3 separate regions of the Mus musculus genome follow, and all the other regions are linked to region 1. The links are chromatin contacts, called in public Hi-C maps. All regions are on one chromosome and are shown on one strand. Each heading gives the region's core, a stretch centred on a gene start, on an enhancer-like site or on the middle of the called end of the contact. The rest is flanking DNA. Distances are from core to core; before and after follow the strand shown. Region 1 has its middle 8.3 kb from the start of Gm52834. Region 2 overlaps Stard13 (StAR-related lipid transfer (START) domain containing 13). Region 3 overlaps 1700028E10Rik (RIKEN cDNA 1700028E10 gene).

Region 1 (3,843 bases), core at 976-3,475:
AGCAGCTATACTTAGAACTGCTTGTTTGCTAATCTAAACAAAACATAATTATTTCTGGCCAATGAAGAAAATAAGAGCGTGGGCTGAAGAGATTGCTCAGTGGTTAGAGCACTGGCTGCTCTTGTAGAGGGGGAAGACCTACGTTCCCAGCACCTGTGTGGTGGCTCACAACTGTCTAAAACTCCGGTCCCAGGGTATCTGATGCCCTCTTCTGGCATTTCCAGATATCTGTATGTACACATAATGTACACACAAGCAGGCAAAACACTCATACCCATAGAAAATAAAAATAAACACATTTTTAAAAATAAGAACATTATGTTTTTTTCTCAGCCTGTATCATCTAAGAACATATTTAAGTGACTCTGAATAAGTAAGTAAGTAAGCCAGAAGAAGATCTAACCAGCTTACTGTAGACATTACCAGGAAGCTGGCCTTCCCGACAGTAGGACGCTGGCCCTCAGGTGGGCACGCCCCATGAAGAGACGCTAATGACAGTGGCTTTTGTGGATCTAGTTCTGAGCACAAGGGAAGCATGAAATGGCTACTTCATAGAACATCTCTAACAAGCCTGATGTTCCAATAAGTCTGTAGTAAATTAGATGGTCATAGCCGTGCTGTTGTTATTTACAATTTAAACCATAGGGCCACTGTTGAAATGTCTCCTGGATTCATGCTTGGATCTAATGATGACTTTCATGGTTCTATCTGTCTCTGGGCCTCACACTGTTCCTAGGGGCATGCCAGCTGCCCCAGCTTAGTACCAGCATTAGGGATGAGTGTTGTGTTCTCATCCCGTGAGTGCACTACTGATATCTATTGTGGTAAGTAACCATTGGGAGTTCCTACCCCACCTTTAATATTTAGTTCCCTAGTAAAAGACATACAATTTTATATTTATAATAAGCCTTAAAAGACTGGCGCTGGGCTGATATCAACCCTCTATGCTATTATGTCTACTTCCCTGTCTTCTTCAATTGGCCAGGCATTGAGAACAATGGCTGTGTTCTCATGATCCACCTACCCATGGAGTCTTCTCCCTTCTCTTTTCTTTCTTTTCCTCTTCGTGGTCTCTGCCCCAGACCCCAAGCCCAGGAACTGAAACTCTGCCTACCTCTCTTCTTCTTTACATAACCAACAGTTTTAAATCAAGGAGCAAAGTTATATAGCACCATTTGGTGTACTTGCTAAGGAGATCCTGATCCTGATGCCCCTCATCAGGGGGCAGCCAAATCTTCAGAACCAGTATTTAGCATTACAATACATAACAACGGATGTCATTCTATTAACATTCTATTAACAGCTACCTTGGAATGTGTCCTGCTGAGTGTCCAACACCTTGCTAAACATTTCCCTTCTTTTCTTATTTAGTGTCCAGACATCCTGGTAGGCACCACCGGAACAACTGTTCACACACACAGAATTTTACTGCCTGTTGGAAAAAGGCTTCTTAACAGGCTGATGATGCAGACAGAGGTACACTTCCTCTGAGAAAAAGCAACCTCTGGGCATGGGTTCAGTGAATGCAATCTGAGCCTGGGAAGTTTCAACCTCATGACACCCATAAATACTTTGCCTGGGGAGCAGCCCAATACCTGCATGTTCAGTTGCCTTCCTCACTTCATAGTGGAGAAGCCAGGGCCTGGAGAAGTCAAGTGACTTGCTCAACATACACATTTGTGAGGCTCGGAGGGTACAAAGACCCAGACCCTGTTCCTAGTCTCTAGCACTGAAGGCGTCATGACATTTCATGGGTGTCCTAGGGACAAGGGAGTAATACTACTTCCAGAGTCCTGTGCCACAGCTGCTTCAAGACAACCCAGGGCATAACTGAGGGAGTTTTGCATGGCATTTCGGCATCTTTGGGTTACTACTGTAATAATAACAATGATTCATGATGACCCTGAACATTTGTGTAGTGCTTTGCAGCTCTATGTTTGTTCATTACTAGAAAAGTAGCTTAGAAAATCAACAGGTTCTCACAAAGATGCACGTATGGAGGGCCACAATGGGCATAGTGATCTCTATTACATTAATTGTACGGTGGAAGAAAAGAAAATTCACATGACTCCTAAAGGTCCAATAGTCAGAAAATGGCAGAGGGAATTTGAACTCTAACTTCTACCCCATGCTTGCTCTTCTGGTCACCATTGTCCATGTGAGCTCAGCTCTATCCATGCCAGTCAGTTACTGTTTATTGAACTGACAGCTCCCAAAATAAACAGCACACCAGACCTGTTGATAAGGTTTCCTGAAATCCAGGCCATGTCCTCACCAGATCTATTGTGTCTGAGGGATGGAGAGAAGGAGGTTGAATGTGTTTTAAAAAACTTTTCCAGGTGATTTAATTGTCTCTTTGACTATAGACTGTACCTGGTATTTCACTCTGGGGGTGACTGAAATGGCTCTGCATGGTAATGGCTACTTCAAGTCCTACCTGTGTTATCACCAAGATCTAATAATAGACATGCCTTGTGCTATCCAGTCTCTGATGGATTGACTAGTGTCATTATGCCAGTGTTCACTTTGCCTTCTACCCTCCCTCTCATCTTATAACTAAAGAAAATGAATGACTGTTATTATAACGTGTTGTGTGACACTATTCCTGGAGAGATACAAACAAAGATCTACTGATCCAGTAAGGAACCAAGGGCAGACCAAAATACTGACATCAGCAAAGTCGAACTTGGTGGGATGAATTTTACGGAGGTTACTTATAAGAGTATGAGTGAGAGTTTACTTACCTGACTCAAACATAGCATCGCCAAAGCCCACCTTAGCATGAGTGATGGCTCATAAAACCCAAACACTGTTCAACAGGTTGGAGAATATATTTTCCAGGCATCTAGGGGAATCTGAGCTGCTTATAAGCAGCTGATCGGATCAATGGAATCCAGGTAGCTTGGCTCCCCTGAGAATATTTCTCTAAAGCCTTTACTACTTAAATAAGCTTGTGTAGGGAGGGGCATAGTTAATCTGGTCAGTTTCAGGGACTTCCTGAAGCTTTTGAGTTATCTACTTCTCCCGACAGATTGCTTCACCTTGCTTTAGAACATTCTGTGTCTTGAGGAGCTTTCCCTTGAAGATGGAAGGTTTTTTTTTCTTTGGAGGAAGTTGTCACACATCAGGCCAAGGTAAAGAAAATGGACCAGCCCTAGTTGACATTTAATTAAATAAATCTTATTTATCTTTTGTCTAAGATACAAAAGTTTCTTGGGGGCCATTGATAAAGAACCTAGGGAAAACAACATATCTTTTTTAAAAATCCCAAATCATAACTTCATATTCAGAATATACCAAGATTCTCATTCACTTTATTTATTCAGCAAATATTTATTAGCACCTAGTAGGAAACATTGCCCCATCTTCTGCTAACTTAGTATTGAACACAACAAATAAAATCTATGATTTGACATGGCTTCCATTTAACTGGTAGAGATGGAAAATAATAAATACATAATTTAATAATAAATAATAATAAAATTATTGTGAGTGTTATAAATATCATGAAGAGAAAAAAAAGGTCAAGGAACTGGAGACTAGAAAGGGTGCTGATTTGGATCAGAGGGCCGGAAACCCCAGTTCTGATAGTTGAATTCCTGGTATCTTAAGCAGTTTTGGCAGATAAATAGAACCATAGAGTAGGTATAAAGATGGGAAGAGAAAATAATAGAAGCCAACAGTATAAGCAAGAAACTTTAAAAGCTTCCCAGAAATGTCCACCTTACTTTGTATCTCAGTTTCACATAAACTTGTTAGTTGCTAGTTTTAAGGCCTAGGGCTCAATGAAGGATGTTGAAAATGGTGCGTGATTCTTTGTTATGTAAACGAGAGAAATTATTT
Region 2 (3,715 bases), core at 232-2,731, 140 kb after region 1:
ATGGTATATTTCTTACCTACAGAAGCCAAATCTGAGAGAGGCTATCATCTATCTCTACAATGTATGTTGCACCCAGTCTGGGTGCTTACAAAGGTCACCGTTGTTTACCTCACCATATGAGAAATAATTCACAAATCAACAATGCTCTATCACACCATGAAGAGATGCATAGTGTCAGACAGTTACCCTAAAGAGTATTTTCTTCTCTCATGGTTTACAGGATTCAGGATGGTCTGTTTATAAGAAGATTGAAATTATACCCAACATTTCTTTAAAAAAAAAAAGTTTGGCTCTTTAACCCTCACCTTTCTTACTCTCTAGCCCTCCTTTTCTCTCTCCCTTTCCTACTCTCTCCACATGGCCGTGGCTGGCCTCTCTCTTTCTACCTTCTCTCCTTTCTCCCTGCCTTTCTACAATAAAGCTCTAAAACCATTTTTTTTAAAGTTTGTTTTTGATATCTTGTTAGTTTATTGTGTACTTAATTTTCAAAGATTTATTTATTTGTTATATGTAAGTACACTATAGCTGTTTTCAGACACACCAGAAGAGGGTGTTAGATCTCACTCATTACAGATGGTTGGGAGCTACCGTGTGCTTGCTGGGATTTGAGCTCAGGACCTCCAGAAGAGCTGTCAGTGCTCTTAACTGCTGAGCCATCTCTCCAGCCCCTATACCCAAAATGTCAAAATGCCTCCAATGATGATAATTTTGCACACTGGATTAAGAGCTAATTAGCATACAGTGGATAGACAAAATCTATCCAGACCACTGAGCTGGAGACAGTGCCCGTGTAAACTCAGGTAGGCATGACCACCCTTCTGTAATCTAATACACGGGACACACAGATAGGAGAGCCCCAGGACAAGCTGGTAATCTGGACCCTTTCGGGGGCTCTCCTAAGACCATTGGAAAACACAGATATTTACATTACAATTCGTAATGCTATGGTTGGGGGTCACCACAACATGAGAAACTGTATTAAAGGGTCACAGCATTAGGAAGGGTGAAAACCGCCCATCTAGACAGAGTTGATGAACTCTGGGTTCAAAGGAGAGGTCTTACCTTAATACGTAAGATGAGGAGGTGAAGACACTCAATGTTAACCTTTGGCCTACATATACACAGCCATGCACTACAAACACATGTGCACATACACCCATGAGAACATGCACACAATACATGTGCAACGAAAACAATCTCTGAAAAATAAATGCACATCACTTTATATCTTTAATTCCAAAGCCCAATAAATAATAATCATTATAATACAAATGGTATCTTTTCAAATTGACTGCTTTTAGAGCCCTTTGAGGTTCATAACAAACTTTAACTGATGCACAGTGCCCACATTTGCCCCTTGCCCTCACATACATTTCTACCACGATCAATATCTGCCAAAGGGCAGTCCACCCATTACAGCATGAAGTACACAGGGTGAATTACAGCACTGCTTTCTATTTAAATTCTGTGCTTTTGACGGGTGTATAGTGACAGACATGCACCACTGTGGCATTCGCATCCATTTCACTGCCCTAAAAACCCTCTGCTCTGCCTAGGCGTCCCTCCATTTCCCTAGTCTCTGGCAACTTCTGGTCTTTGGACTGCCTCCATAACTTTAACTCTTGCACAATGCTTTCTAATTAGAATCACAATTTACAGCCTTTTCATATTGGCCTTTAATAGTCACTTAAGTGTCTACTGTGCCTTCTGTGTCTTTATAACTCACTTCTAATTACCACTCTGTTGTCTGGTTATACCATAGTTCATCTTTCCAGCCACCGGACATCTTGATTGCTCTTGAATTTCACTAGTGATGACTAAAGTGGCTGTAAACACTGAGTGTGTACACATTTACACGTGGAAATAAATCTTAAACCCATTTGGGTGAATACCAACGGGTGTGTTTCGCAGTAATGACCTGTTCAGCTGTCTCACCTGAGCCATGTCCCATTGTCAGCAGCAGTGGGTGAGCGCTCCTGACCCTCGCTCTCTCAGTAGCACTGTTTAAAGAAGCAGTGGAACTCATGATTGCTTTAATTTGCAATTAACATGTTATACTGAACACTTTACGTTGTGTCTTATTTCATTTTATCTGTGTGTCTGTGTCTTTGAGTATATCTGTGTGTCACTGTGTGTGTTTATGTCTATGTGTGTGTGTCTGTGTGTTTCTATGTGTATGTCCCCCTCTGTGTCTGTATCTGAGTGTGGGTCTGTGTGTGTGTTTATGTGTATGTCCCTCTCTGTGTCTGTATCCTTGTGTGTTTGTGTGTGAATGTGTATCTGTGTGTATATCTCTGTGTGTCTGTGTATATCTGTAGGTCTGTGTGTGTATCTCTGTGTGATGTATATCTGTTTTTATGTCCCTGTGTGTGTGTGTGTGAGTGTGTATGTCTGTGTATATGACTGTGTCTGTGTCCCTGTATTTGTGTGTATGTATGTGTCTATGTGTGTGCCTTTGAGTGTGTGTGTGTGTCTGTCTGTCTGTGTCTATATTACTCTGTGTGTGTGTGTGTGTGTGTGTGTGTGTGTGTGTGTGTGTGTAGGTAGATCTATGTATATGTGTGTGTCTCTGTGTATCTGTGTATATGTTTGTGTCCCTATGTGTGTGTCCCTGTGTTGGTGTCTGGGGGTATAATATGTATATATCTGCATGTGTGGGTATGAGTGTACATGTCTGTGTATATGTCTGTGTCCCTCTGTGTGTGTGTGTATCTGTAAGACTCTGCCAAGCCTTAGTTACTGGGGACCCCCGTGTGAACAACACGGAGCCAGGGATTGATGCAGAAGCAAGAGGAATTTATTGTTCCAGTGCACTGGGGTCGTACTACACCAGAAGGAGAGGTGGCAACCCTGGGTAGCCCATTCAGCGAGTTTTTATACAGTTTCCAGGGGCAAAATGGAGCATCAGCAACTAGGCACAATATGATTGGTGGAACAGTGCACCCTTTAAACTGATTGATCTTTAGGGGATGAGGTAGTGGGGGCTTGCTCAGCCTCTCCCTTCCAGCCTACATGCTCTCTGACCTGTCTCTTCCAGGAGGGGAGGGGTGCCTATGTGCTCGGGGGTCTGGTGGAATTTTCCAACAGCTCGGAACTGACCTCTTCATATCTGTGTCTGTGTGTGTCTCTTCATTTGCACCCACACGTGAGTGCCATACCTCTAGGCCAGAAGATGGCATCAGAGCCTGTGGGGGTGGGGTACAGGCAGTTGTGAGCCTTCAGAGGTAGCAAGCACTCCTAGCCACTGAGCCATCTCTTCAGCCCAATGCTGATTATATTTTACTACAACGTCCCTTTTTATGATGAAGATAGTTGTGATAAAAATAATTAAACTATCTTTAAACTGGGCCATTTGCTTTCTTATTGTGGGTTTTAAGGTTATTTGAACACACTGTATAATTGATCAGATTCAGATAAACATTTCAGAAACGTTTTCTTCAGGTCTCCTTCCAGTCATCTCATCCTCTGTATGATCAGAACTTTTACATCTTGTCACTTGGATGCACCTTTGATGTTGAAAACAAAAAGTCATCACACACTCAAGGCCACTTAAATTTTGTCCTATTTTCATTTTGAAATCCTAGAGCTGCGCGTTTCTGTTTAGGGATGTGGTCTACTTGGAAGTCATCTGTATTAGGAGCAGAAAGTCTACCTGGATTGATTTTTTTTTTCATGTGACTATCTAGATGTTTCATGACCATTTGTTAAGAGATTA
Region 3 (4,163 bases), core at 93-2,592, 190 kb before region 1:
ATCCTGGCACCCCAACTCCCCCATCAGCTCTTTGGAACACCAGGTTCAACCAGATGTTTTTCCTACCCAGCAGTGCTGCTGACTGGCTGTGTCCCAGGGCAGGTTATGTGGGGTCTCTGATCTTTGGTGTATGAACAGTGCTCCTCATATTCATTCACTATTCTGTAGGGTTGTTGAGAAGTTCCCTCAGGGTGCCTGGAACACTGGAAGTTCAGTTTTTTGTAGTCACCTTCTCAGCAGCTGATTACTCTATTAGCACACTGTCTCCGTGGTCTCTTCTTGTGCCACAGATATTGAACATTTCCCTCGAGATCTCTCTCCTCTTCCTTCTTCTTCCCTCAACTCTGCCCTCCACTCATAGATTTTTAAATTCAGATTTTTAAAAAAAAAGCTTTTACTTTATTCACAATCCTTAGTTTCTACCCTATAGACTGCTATCCATCTCTCCTGGTATAACCATCAAAAAAAAAAAAAAAAAAAGATAGCTTTAGTTTAGTGTCTCAGCACTCACTATAAATTTGATACTGCCTAAAATCACCTGAAAAACAGTTTCAGTTAAAGAATTGTCTTTATCAGGGTGGTCTGTGGGCATGCCAGTGAAGAGATTGTCTTGATTGTCTTGTGTAGAAGGGCACAGTCACTGGGCAGCACCATGCTCTGATCAGTGCATCTTACACTATATAAGAAAGCTAACAAAGCAGGAGCCAGAGAGAGAGAGAGACAGAGAGAGAGAGAGAGAGCGAGCAAACTGCATTCCTTCATGTTTTCTGATTAAGCCAAATTAACTCTTTCCTCCTCTAAGTTGCTGTTTTGCTTTTAGTCAGAGTGTATTTATCACAGCAAAGGAAGAGAAACGAGGCATTGCCAAATGAACCCATAATCCCAGTACTAAGGAGGCTCGAGTAAGAAGTTCGTACTGGTCAGCTAGTTTAGCTGACTCCATGAGCTCTGGGTTCAGTGAGAGACCTGAGGGGAAGCCATTAAGAAAGGCTTGGTCCTTGTGCCTTCACACACAGAGCATGTCACGCAAACCTGCACACACACAGGTACACTCATGTAAATGTGTGTTCCCTATCCACAAAGACTGCCTCAACAACTCTCACCAACTTATTAACATGATCATCCTTCTAGCTACCTTCTTGTGCATATTTTGTGCTAATTTGAAATTTAATGAAAAAATAAAAAAAAAAGAGAGAAGAAAGGCATAAAGTGGTAAGAGATAAAGCATTAGTTTCAAAGGGCCTGGGGGCGGGGTCAGAATGGGAGTTACAACTGACAGGTGAGAGCCAAATCTACCCTTATGTTGCAATAGTTGAACCTTGAGATTAATTCTTAGAGTCAATATTTATTTTCCTCTTTTATATTGGCATGACCAAAAAACATTAACAGTCTATTTCTGTTCCAGTGAGCTGTTTGGGATGTAGCAACGTTTTACTACCAAAATTACAAGATTGGACAAGTCGGTTTTCTAGAGTCCTGCTTTCTTCTGTCTACAAGTGAGAATGAGAATGGTCTTTCATGTCTTCTCCTGGAAAATTCAATGAAAGAAAGCGTGTATCTAAAATAGTTCTAAAAACACAGTAGGAATGCCATAGAAGAATTGTTTTACTTAATAAGCAGCAGTGTGGAAGGAGTGTGTACGTGTGTGTGTGTGTGTGGGGGGGGGGGGGTTCTTTCCCTACCTACCACAAACAAAACGAACCAAAAAATTTTGTAGTGTGTGTGTGTGTGTGTGTGTGTGTGTCAGGGGTATTTGTGAATTATATAAAACATGTTTTGGGTTTTTTTTTGTTTTTTTCCCTTATTGAAGCAAGTTTGAGGTCTGTCCCAGCCAAAAGACCCTGACTTCTAGCAGGCTGTTGAACACAACTGCATGGCTGGAGGGGACCAGCATAGGGATGGCCTGCCACCCCCTTTATTTCCTTTAGTGATTTGTAATTCATTAATACCTTCATTTGCATGGGCTACTTAGAGGCTATTTATATTCTAATTATAGGCTATTTGAATATTACATTTGAATTCTAATTACAGGGCTTAGGGAAAGCTCATTTATTTCTAAGGGGTAGATTGCAGTTGAAGGAAAAAGAAATGTGTGGGCTATTCAGGAGCTCTGGCACTAGAAGGACCCAGAGTGCAGCAGACCCTCTGGGTCCCTTTGTCTGCATGGAACGAGTCTCTGGGGCAGGTGGGCAAGGTGTTGGTGGGTGATCTGAATGTATTCTCACAAAGTAAACACCAGTGTTATATAGTACAGAAAATACAAGGGGTCCGGGAGTCACAGCAGGCAAAGTACATTGAAGTTGCCTGACACAAAACAAAGGAATGATTTCAAAAGGATTTACAGGAACCAGGTAAATGTTTACAGTAAAGAAGATAAAGCAGTCCTGCCTAGGGTCAGCTTAGTGACAGGTAAGGATTTCACACTCTAGTGCTCTACCTTTGATCCTTGTGAAGGCTAGCACGGGGGGGGGGGGGGGGGGGGGTGTGTTCTGCTCTTGGCAGGCCTCATGAATAATGCAATATCACAACCCCCCTATTTCCTAGGCCTTGCTAAATTCTTATATGAGTGTAACTTTTAAGTATCTAGAGAATCTCCATTTGTTAGGAGAATTCATCAATCTTGCTTCTAATATACAATGTAGCCTGTACTGAAGATTTCTATCTCAGTGGGATTCCCTGGCTCTTTCATGGTATTCTCTTGTTTGGGTGCGATTTGCCACAGTCCCTAGCAAATACTTTGCAGACCAGCTCCCAGCCACTGACTCCATCTTTTGTAATGCTTAATTAGTTACTGAATAGGTAACCTCTTTACTGCATTCCTACTGGATTCTACGCTCATAGGCTTCTGAGACCTTGGAACACTGAGGAGACTTAACTATATCAGAATTTAATCTTAAAAGGCATTTATAATAAAATATTAAAAGAGAGCTCGTAGTTCCATATACCAGACTAACTCGGGAATAGGGTATGAGTATATAGGTTAATGAGAATGCCAAAGCTCCAGGAGGTGAGTTTCTGTGAAACTCACACTTTTCAGAGTGAGTGCTTTCAGGCTTCTCAGCCTGTCAAGCAGACTTGACCAGAGTGCGTGGCATTTTCCAGTGTGCGTGGCACCAGAGTTTAGCTATCAGGATGATAAATTATTCCAGACTCAAAAAAAACACCCACCCTCATGGACCAGTCAGGAGAGAGCTAGGCATAAGCATGTGACAGGGTGTTTCTTTCATCACCACTGAAAATAGTCACGTGATTATACAATAAGAAAACCAGCAACAGGGTACACTGCTCATTGGCCTTCACTCTCCCAAAACAAGGCTCTCAGGCACTTTATTATATGCAAAAGGGGAAAAGGACACTCACATATTAATGTTTTTGGGATAAAGGGTTCTGGAGTCTTTATTTTATTTGAAGATTTATTTTTAGGAGTCTAGGATTATTACCTGCATGTATTTATATGAACCACATGTGTTCAGTGCCCACAGAGGCCAGAAGAAGATACCATATCCTCCTAAAATCAGAATTACAGATGGTTGTGAGCCACCATGTAGTGCTGGGAATCAAACCCTGGTCTTCTGCAATTGCTGAGCCATCTCTCCAATCCCCAGGACAGAATCTTTTAAAGATAGCTATTACCTGAAAATACAATGGTTTAGAAATAGTTCAAGGAATTCAGAAAATATCTATCGACAACAACAAGAAAAGGTCTGTGCATTTGTTGAGTAGCCTCTACCATTGGATGGTTCAGACATATTTTAGCTGTGAGATCACTAATGTTGTGTAAGACTAGAATCATGGGGTGGTTTGTTTTCTCAAGGTGTTCTGACAGGTCCTTGGCAAAACATTTCAGATGCTCTGGGTTGACGCCTCTTAGAATGCTTAGCTTAGAGGTATAAGTCAGGTTGCAGCATGAATAAAATATATTTGAAGTCTTTCCAATATAGGCAAGAGGGAAACAAGGTTATTCAAACAGTTCGTGTCTTTTCAATTCATTAAAATAAAAAATTGATAATCAATTGTAGTTTTGACCTCTAACAGACAGAAGAGTCCTGTTTAGACTTTCTGAAGAACCCATTTAACCGAAAGATGCAAACAGATGTGATCTTGTCGTGTCTAGGTCCTTCTGAAAATACTAAGCCCAGAGTTCAGAAAGGGAGCCCAAGAAG

What was found. A called contact is a pair of places that touch in the nucleus more often than the background predicts.
Region 2: a contact with region 1 is called in a Hi-C map of liver, with 1.9 times the contacts expected there. The contact joins two enhancer-like sites. A contact is called at or near these places in 1 of 39 promoter capture datasets (liver), 4 of 484 Hi-C or Micro-C datasets (forebrain, liver, nephron progenitors and 1 more) and 1 of 9 other capture datasets (adipose tissue).
Region 3: a Hi-C map of liver shows a contact between it and region 1, with 2.0 times the contacts expected there. The contact joins two enhancer-like sites. A contact is called at or near these places in 2 of 484 Hi-C or Micro-C datasets (both in liver) and 2 of 9 other capture datasets (liver and pancreatic islet).

What each region holds. Positions count from the first base shown.
Region 1 is chr5:151,221,358-151,225,200 of GRCm38.p6, reverse strand. It overlaps a transcript of Stard13 not described here. Among named protein-coding and RNA genes, the nearest start is that of Gm52834, 8.3 kb to the left of the region's middle. Within about 2 kb of position 2,225, at least 8 of the 459 cell types and tissues checked have an H3K27ac peak or open chromatin away from gene starts, as enhancers often do. A contact at or near this core is called in liver, where this site is marked.
Region 2 is chr5:151,078,172-151,081,886 of GRCm38.p6, reverse strand. The region is part of intron 3 of Stard13 (StAR-related lipid transfer (START) domain containing 13); the gene reads left to right. Among named protein-coding and RNA genes, the nearest start is that of Stard13, 110 kb to the left of the region's middle. Within about 2 kb of position 1,481, at least 7 of the 459 cell types and tissues checked have an H3K27ac peak or open chromatin away from gene starts, as enhancers often do. A contact at or near this core is called in liver, where this site is marked.
Region 3 is chr5:151,407,345-151,411,507 of GRCm38.p6, reverse strand. 1700028E10Rik (RIKEN cDNA 1700028E10 gene) reads right to left here. Exons shown (of 4, transcript NR_045700.1): 3 at 3,441-3,633. All of the region lies in intron 1 of Gm3704 (predicted gene 3704), which reads right to left. It also overlaps a transcript of Stard13 not described here. Among named protein-coding and RNA genes, the nearest start is that of Gm3704, 2.9 kb to the right of the region's middle. Within about 2 kb of position 1,342, at least 12 of the 459 cell types and tissues checked have an H3K27ac peak or open chromatin away from gene starts, as enhancers often do. A contact at or near this core is called in liver, where this site is marked.